Linked DNA regions of Rattus norvegicus: regions 1 and 3 are each linked to region 2. A link is a contact called in public Hi-C data. All regions are on one chromosome and are shown on one strand. Each heading gives the region's core, a stretch centred on a gene start, on an enhancer-like site or on the middle of the called end of the contact. The rest is flanking DNA. Distances are from core to core; before and after follow the strand shown.

What was found. A called contact is a pair of places that touch in the nucleus more often than the background predicts.
Region 1: a Hi-C map of frontal cortex shows a contact between it and region 2, with 3 times the contacts expected there. The contact joins the enhancer-like site here to the promoter of Kirrel3 in region 2. A contact is called at or near these places in 4 of 12 Hi-C or Micro-C datasets (the A7r5 cell line, Schwann cells, frontal cortex and 1 more).
Region 3: a Hi-C map of prefrontal cortex shows a contact between it and region 2, with 7 times the contacts expected there. The contact joins the enhancer-like site here to the promoter of Kirrel3 in region 2. A contact is called at or near these places in 9 of 12 Hi-C or Micro-C datasets (the A7r5 cell line, Schwann cells, frontal cortex and 6 more).

What each region holds. Positions count from the first base shown.
Region 1 is chr8:41,772,153-41,774,852 of GRCr8, reverse strand. All of the region lies in intron 2 of Dcps (decapping enzyme, scavenger), which reads left to right. Among named protein-coding and RNA genes, the nearest start is that of Dcps, 8.7 kb to the left of the region's middle. Within about 2 kb of position 1,317, at least 26 of the 93 cell types and tissues checked have an H3K27ac peak or open chromatin away from gene starts, as enhancers often do.
Region 2 is chr8:41,122,368-41,125,067 of GRCr8, reverse strand. Kirrel3 (kirre like nephrin family adhesion molecule 3) reads right to left here and starts at 1,295. Exons shown (of 16, transcript NM_001048215.1): 1 at 937-1,295. The coding sequence starts at 991.
Region 3 is chr8:41,645,181-41,647,880 of GRCr8, reverse strand. It overlaps Kirrel3 (kirre like nephrin family adhesion molecule 3), which reads right to left. Exons shown (of 16, transcript NM_001048215.1): 10 at 2,582-2,700. Among named protein-coding and RNA genes, the nearest start is that of St3gal4, 76 kb to the left of the region's middle. Within about 2 kb of position 1,325, at least 47 of the 93 cell types and tissues checked have an H3K27ac peak or open chromatin away from gene starts, as enhancers often do. A contact at or near this core is called in prefrontal cortex, where this site is marked.

The DNA.
Region 1 (2,700 bases), core at 68-2,567, 650 kb before region 2:
AGACCTGTAGTCCTAGCTCCTGGACTGAAGCCGAAGCAAAAGGCTCAAAGTCTAAGGTCTGTGTGGGCCATAGAGGGGGTTCAGGGCTGACCTGAACAACTTATGAGATGCTGTCTCAAAATAAAAAGAACACTGAGGTTTTAGCTTAAGAGTAGAGTGCTTGCACAAGTCTGAGGCCCTAGGTGTAATGCCCTTTACCACACAAAGGAAGAAAAGAAACCAAGTCATGGACAGTTGAGGAGAAGCTCTTCATGTGCTGGTCTTTGGCAGCTTTTCTGTCCCCCAGTGCTTGACAGCAGTAGTAGTAGACATTCAGGCGTGCAGGCAGCAAGGCATGCAGACAGCAGACAGCAGACAGCAAGGCATGCAGACAGCAGGCAGCAAGGCATGCAGGCATGCAGACAGCAGGCAGCAAGGCATGCAGACAGCAGGCAGCAAGGCATGCAGACATGCAGACAGCAGGCAGCAGGCAGCAAGGCATGAAGGCATGCAGACAGCAGACAGCAAGGCATGCAGATAGCAGGCAGCAAGGTATGCAGGCATGCAGACAGTGTTCCAGTCCTTGCTCAGGCCTCAGATATCGAGATACTTAGCTCAAAGAGTGTTAGAGCTCTTGCGTAAGACAGTATTCAGTAGCATTTGATACTGGCCAGTGTTGCAGCTTTTGTCTTAGCGTGTCTGATAACGTTGGGTTTAATGAGTTGACGGTTCCCAGGAACCCTTCTAGCGATCAGAGCCTGTAGTGTCTCTTCTCTGACTCCTTATCAGTCTTTTATCCCTTTTCATCCTCTGCCCCTTCTTGTCTTCTCTCTATGTTTGCGTGCATGTGTGCCCGTGCACCATGTGTGGTCACAGTGCCTTTGGAACTGGAATTATGGATAGCTGTAGGTAGGGATCATGTGGGAGCTGGGAACAAACCCCAGTCCTCTAGAAGAGCAGCCAGTGTTGTTAATCCTGCGTCATCTCTCCAGTCCCCTTCTCTCTCCTTAGTAGTTCTCCCACCACTCTTCTGCCCACTCTTGAACTGTCCGGCTGCTGCTTCCGCCATCAGGCAGCCCACTGCCGTGCCGTTTTTGCAGCTCAGCCTGTAGACTGTTCAGCCGTCCCTGCCATGGCCATTCCACCACTCTGTCCACCGCCACCCTGCTGTGTCTGTTGCTTCTCTCTTTGTGCTGCCATCTCTGCCGCAATTAGCAAAAGTAGGCAAGAGAAGACCACTCATAGGAGGACATTTGTTGGGTTTAAGTGAGCAGAAGAATGCCTCCTAGTCTGCCTCCTTATATAGCCAAAGAGGGGATGGTGCCTCAGTCACACAAATGAACGTTTGTGTCCCGGTGAATCCTGGCGGCATTGTTCCTTCTGCACCAGTCACAACGGTCCCTCTACAGGCCCATCAGGATAATTCTTCCTTTTCTAGCCTGAATAGACCTGGTGATAGGCAATCACAGCCCACTGCAAAAAGTGAGGGTGAGACCACAAAAGTTGCAAAAGTCAGATGCAAACTATTTGAAAAGGCTGTGGCTGGAACTGCACCTTCAGCAGCTGTCGGTCAGACGGTTTACTTGAGTGAACTGAATTACTGCTCACAGCCAGAGAGGGGATGGGTAAATCACAGGCCCATATGCAAATGAAGGTTTGTGCTTGTGCCAATCACAAGTATTTCTTTTGCTAGGTCACTAGAATAAGTGACCTGTGGCCTCTGGCCTGCTGGTAAACGATTTTCTCTATTGTTTAGCAAAGCTTGTAATAGCAAAAAAGTTCTAAACTATTTGAAATAGCCAAAGCTAGCTGAGTCTGCCCATCAGGAACCCAGACAGTTAGCTGTAATTGTTGTCTGGTTTCTTCATGTCATGCATGGAACATTTAAAATGGCCAGTGTTGCCTCACTGTTTGACTGACGGCCCCTTTGGTTAAGGCAGCTGGGAGTCCAGCAACTCACAGTTACAGAGTCAGGTTGCCCCATTACCCAGTGGCTTGGCTTATTGACAGAAACACAAACATCAGAAGTAATGTTTACTATAAGGACTTGCCAAAATTATTAGCACGGACATCAGTTTTAACGTATTTCAGCAGTATAAGGAGAATAACTGAAGTGCCCATAGATTCCTTTTTCTGTGGGACAGGCATTCCATAGCCACAAGGTGTCAGTGTTACCAAAGTATTCTGGCCATTAGCTCTTCAGCTCCAGGCATCCTAGTCAGGGCCTACTTAGAGCATTGTGTGCCCCCCTACCCGCCACCCCCTATGCTTCTCTGTTCTTAGCTTCCGAATTACAACTCGCTATGGCCTACCCTATGTACCTTAAAGTGAGGTTCCTGTAACCTTAGTCCTCTGTGTCCAATACACAGTTATATCTTTAAAGTTTTTTGCTGATCTGTGGTTCTTCTCAGCCTTTTCCCCCATAATATCACTGGACTAGGAGAGCCCTCCCTTCTCTCTGAGCTGGCTGCTGTCCTGGACTCAGCATAAATCATGTTTGACTGATTTCTTCTGGTCTTTCTTCCGTGACTGGTGATGTTTTCCTCTTATTCAAATCTGAGAGAATGTAGTCTCCTCTCTCATTGATTCCCTCCAGATTCTCAGCTCACCAAGAAGTAGCTTAAAGAGTTACTTTACACCAGTGACACAATGGAGGGAGCATGGACTTGGGAACTAGGCTTGCTTTGGTTCTATCTCAGTGTTAACAGTCCCTGATGGCGT
Region 2 (2,700 bases), core at 46-2,545:
GGTGGATTTTCCTGACAGTCCTGTCCTTCTAAGAGCTGTGCTGACAGGCACAAATGCTGCCTCAGATGGCAGAGGTGGTATTGGCATTCCAAAAGAGTGGGAAGGAACGGGTTTACTTGCCCCCTTCAGTCTCAATTCCACAGGTGACTGTTGATGCCTTTAGCTCAGTAGGCACTTAGTTCTCCCTCCACCAAGACCAACCCCATGACTCTCAGTGGCAAGGAGCCCAGAGGTAGCAAAGTTCTTTCTGGAGAGCCCACCTGCTAGGCTGCAGAAAAGAAGCAATCAGCACCAGGGGCGAAATTCCATTTCATACACCTATTCCAGTGCTTGGTAGGATTCAGAATTCAGCCTTGCTCAGGGAAACGGGTGACATTCAATGTAACTCTTTACACGCTTTCTTTTCCCCTGTCTCTGTAAATACCCGCTTCAGTACGTTCCGTAATCGCATCCCTTTCTGCAACTGTGCAGACCTCGCACATTGGCTTTAAACACACCCGGGCAAGTTAGACCCTATTGAAGCTGAAATCTCCATCTACACCAGGCTCCCCTTTTCCAATCTGGCTATGAAGGTGAGCAGGCACCCACAAGTTCCGAATGGCCTGGCCGCACGGATGCTACCTAATTAATATACCGGGTGCATGAAGAACTTACATGCAGGAGAGTTTGAGTTGGACATGGACAAGAGAGACGAGAAAGTGCAGCCTCCCTTGTTCTGCTAGTCCCTTCCTTCTGAAGGGAAACCTACAGTACCATTTTGTTGCATTTGCAAACGCAAAGAAGCGACGCTACTTACTGCCACTGGGCCGGCACGGAGACCCGCAGCCAGTATGAGTTCCCGAGCCTGCCCACCTCCCAGCCCTCAGCCTCCCGCGCCCTCCGTCGCTGCCGCCGCCGACTTTGCTCCAACTCTGGCGCGCTGTGCCGGGTTCCTACCTTGACTGAAAAGGAAGAAGCAGAGGAAGAGCAAATCCAGCTGGAAAGGTCTCATTCCTCAGCGCACGGGCAGCCGGCGGGGCAACTTGGGCGAGCAGTTAGTTTCTCTTCAAGAGCGGCGGCTGGGCTCGCGGTGCTCAGCCTCCGCCGCCGGTCCTCCTGGGTTCGCGCCGACCATCTATCTGTCAGTCGGTCTGTCCCTCCTCCGGTCCGCTTAGGTCTCGCTGTGACTCCAGGTATCTGCAGGCAGCCGAAACCAAATGCTTGTTTTCAGCCACCTCGGGAAGCCGGGATCCTCAGCAATGTCCCCACTCGGAGCAGATCCATTCTCTGGCTCTTAGCATCCCAGGCACACGGCTTCCTCTGGCGGGCTCCTCCCACAACGAGCGAATGAGCTAGCGAGCGGGCGAACGAGCAAGCGAGTGACGAGTGACAGAAGGGCTCCTTTCACAGAAGCTGGGGCGGGGGGAAGAGGGAGGGGAAACAGGTCATAATTAAAGAGGAAACACTTGGAAAGGGGAACGCTTTGCAAAACAGGAGGGTTGCAGAAAGGCTGTGTTTTCCTTCTTTCCCCCTAAACAGGGGAATATTCTGCTTTTGTTACCATTATTGACCAGAACGCATAGTGAGCACCGAGCAAAGCTGTGACTTTTTGTTCACACGATGTAATGTTGTTAAACGGGAGTGAAGTTACCGATGATTAGACTCGTGCACATGCATAAAAATGTGCCTGCCTTGCTGTTGCACTAGGGACTGGCAACTGGGCTAAAAGGCAGTAGGGAGAGGCCAAGAGGGGTGCATCTTTCCCCACCAAGGAATTGGCCAATGTATGTAGCCAAGGCTAGGGAGTTGAGATAAGGCACAAGCAGCTTTGCATTTGAAGGACTTTCCTGGTGTGGTGGTGGTGGTGGTGGTGGTGGTGGTGGTGGTGGTGGTGGTGGTGGTGGTGGTGGTGTGTGTGTGTGTGTGTGTGTGTGTGTGTGTGTGTGTGGTTTTTGTGTTGTGTGTGTGGTTTTTGTGTTGTGTGTGTGTTGTGTGTGTGGTGTGTGTGTATGTGTGTGTGTGATGTGGTATGGTGGTGGTGGTTTGTGTGTATGTGTGTGGGCGGGGTGGGGGTGGGGGTGGGAGGGTGGAGTTGCTCAGCCCTGTGTCTTTGGATCTTAGTTTGCTTGCACTGCTCCTAGAAAACAAAATGCAGGAGTAAGGGCAAATGCAGGCAGGTTTGTGACACATACCTATTTATTATTATTATCCCAGTCTGTGTCTCTCCTAACAAGGACAGGCAGCAGTCTGTCTTTGCATTTGAGCCTCTCTCCTCTAATGAGCACTCCATCACTCTAAGGATGCCTTTTCTCCAAAAGGTGCTGTGAGTCTGATGGCCAAGGAGAGGCCAAGGTCACAGTCAACAATTTCTTAAGAACCTGCAAGTTTTTTACCTGTCATGAAATCCACACTCCAATCAAACTCCCATTTCCTCCAGGACATCAACATGAATTTATCTAGGTCTATTTACTTGATACACATTTAGGCATGCCTAGAATAAGCAGGCCGTGGGGGGAAGTAAAATGGACCATGCCTCCAGGAGCTTGCGATCCAAAGTGGAAGCTGAGTGCACACAAGACACAAACTCTGAGTGTCTTACAAAGCAACACATAAAAATATGCAGTGTTATATAGAGTGGGACTGAAGGGAGAGATGGGGAAAATGAAAGATGCTCTCTCAATGTGCGCCATTCAACATTCAATTATAAAATCAATCATTACT
Region 3 (2,700 bases), core at 76-2,575, 520 kb before region 2:
CCAGTCCCTGGGGTGATGGTTGGGATTTAGACTTAGGAAAGAGAGCTAAAAGTGAGAGATTCCTGAGAAGAGGCAAAATTATGCTGGGAACAAAACAAAAATTGCTGCAAACATAATTGCTGTTTATTAACCACCTTAATTAAAACAGATTTGCATTTCTATGAGTGGTTCTCAGCCAAGGGGAAAACAGGTATTGGGAGAGATGGCTTATGGGAAATAACTGTCTGGTGCACAGATATGGGAGACCTCAAGGTAAGAGCTTTGTCCTCAGAAGGCTTTAGAGGTGGGCTGAGTCTGCCTTTCCTCCTCAGAGTTCCTGCACTCCAAGAAGCTGCTGGCCCCGAGCCACAGTGGCTCTACGTTCTGTGGAACCCGAATGATGCTTTGTTTTGCAGCTGGGCTAAGTGATGATACCATAGAAAAGTCTTTTCCTTGCATTTCCCAGGAACTAGGAATCCGAAGAGATTCACAGGTCTCTAAAAGCTGTCAACAAATACATATACATTTTTTGGGCTTCTTGAAAAGAAAACAAAAAACTAGGATAAAGGAAACCAGGCCTGGAGAACCAATGGGCAATTGGCAGCCATCTCCCCCTTCCTCCTGGTACCCTCTTTGATCCAGCTCAGATTATAGTGGTGCCAATTCATTTCCCAAGGCCATGGGTCTGGCTGTCACTCACAGGAGGAGGGCTTTGAGATGGCTGTGTTCTAGATGCCAGGGCCCCACCTAGCAGCCTCACCACCGATCCACCCATTCTCCAAGTGCAGGCAGGATAGACAGTCCCATCCCTAGTGGTGCCTGGCAGGTTCTTCCCTTTGGGTCATTTCATCCAGGCCCTAGTCTCACTGTGACTAGCGGAAAATAGGCAAGGGACAGTTTCCTCCCTCCTGACGTTCTCTGCCCAGCGACCCAGGAAAGCCACGCAGGCTGAGGGGAAAAAAATGGACAGAATACATGTTGGCTGGATGCCAGAGCCTAGGCTGGAATGTGGGTCCTTCTCAGGTGTGTTCGTGCACAAGTGTGCGCTTGCGAGCATGCGTAGTATTTCCCCGGACCAAAGGAAGAGATCCCCCACCCAAAGTCTTTTAAAGTTTCCAATAAGAAATACCTGAATGTCTTAAAGCAATGATAAAAATGCCAGCCTCTCCCTCCTTTCCCCTTGACACAAGGATGCTTAGTTAATAGCTCCAGGCAACTGTGTGTCTGAAGGTCCCTAGCTTTGGGAAGGGAGGGCGGGTCACGGCTGACAACAGGCAGTGGCAGCTTGGCTCCTCAGCGCCCTCCCCAGAGCAGGCAGTGGGGAGGGTTGCCGATTTCACTGTGTCCTGGCGCGCAGAACGGAGTGTCAGACACAGGCTCGGCAGGAAAAGGCTGCAGCCTGTGTTGCCATGGATATACTGAGGCGCGATCAGATGCTGTTATTTTTAGCCCTGCAGTGCCAATTTATTGGTGGCATCCTGGGGACACACAGGAAAGGCAGGAGGGCTTGGGAGTCTGGGTTCTGCCTGGGATAGGTGATGTGTGAGTGTTCTGCAGTCTGGGTAGACAGAGGAGATTGACCACCTCACTGCAGCAGTCGCCCTTCTCCAGAGAGGAACTACAGGGCAGGAGCTGAGTAATAGGGACAGCTCGGGGATGCTAAGGAGACATCAAGCTGGGCTTGGTTTTCTTCTGCAAAGAAAGAGAGAATGGAGAGTTTGTCTGTGGGTGGCTCCCTGTGTTGAGATATAGTCACTTTGGATCATTTCCGGAATTTGCCTCACACCCTGCTGTCAGGCCAGGACCCTGAGTCCTCTCACACCAGGACCTGAAGCTCAGGACTTTGCTCTGAGGCAGCCACCAGCACTCGGTGATGCACAGTGGTGGTGTGGTTCAGGCCTTAGCGTTTCTCCAGCTTACAGACAGGCAACCCTGATTTCTGACCACAGCCCAAGTGTGCAGACTTGCTGTCCAGACTTCTTGAGTCTGGCCTGGGCTGGTTCTAGCTTTTTTATAGCAACCTTCGTCCCAGCACCCAGGTCTGATCTGACACTACCACCCCGCAGTGTTTCACAAACAGCCGCCAATGAACTCCCACTCCGAGCACACTTTTCTGCCATGTTTATGTTCACTGTGTATGACGAGACATGCCCCGTGACCTCAGGAGGGCCCTGTAGGCTCAGTCCCTGGGGATAGTGATATGTCTCTCTGGCTGAGCAGTCCAAATGCAATGGGAAGTGGATGATCACGAGAAGTGAGAGGTGTCCCCTTAATCTCTCTGTGGGCCTTGTCATGGGGCTCGGGTCAAAAGGTAGATAAAGGAATATGGTTATTCTGTGACCTTTGACCTCATTTTCTTGGCCAGGATAAAATTCATTACCTCTATTGAGATCCTTTGGAAGGTGTGGAAAAGAAGGAGAGGATCCACAAACTTACAAGTTTGCCTTTACCTCCACAGACAGACAGAATGCTGTGTGAGGGGCAACAATGCCTAGACTCAGTGACCTCCTTTTGGGGACAACACCTCATACCAAGATGCCTTGGGACTCTCCCCTCCTTTGAATTCCCCACTCCCATTGTGGTGTTAGAGTGGGGCCCTTACCATTGACAGTCAAGGTCACCTCTCTCTCCCCAGCTCCTACCCGGGGCACCACAGCCCGGCACACGTACTTCCCGGCATCCTCTTGGCGGACAGATTTGAGGGTTAGGGTCTTTTCATTG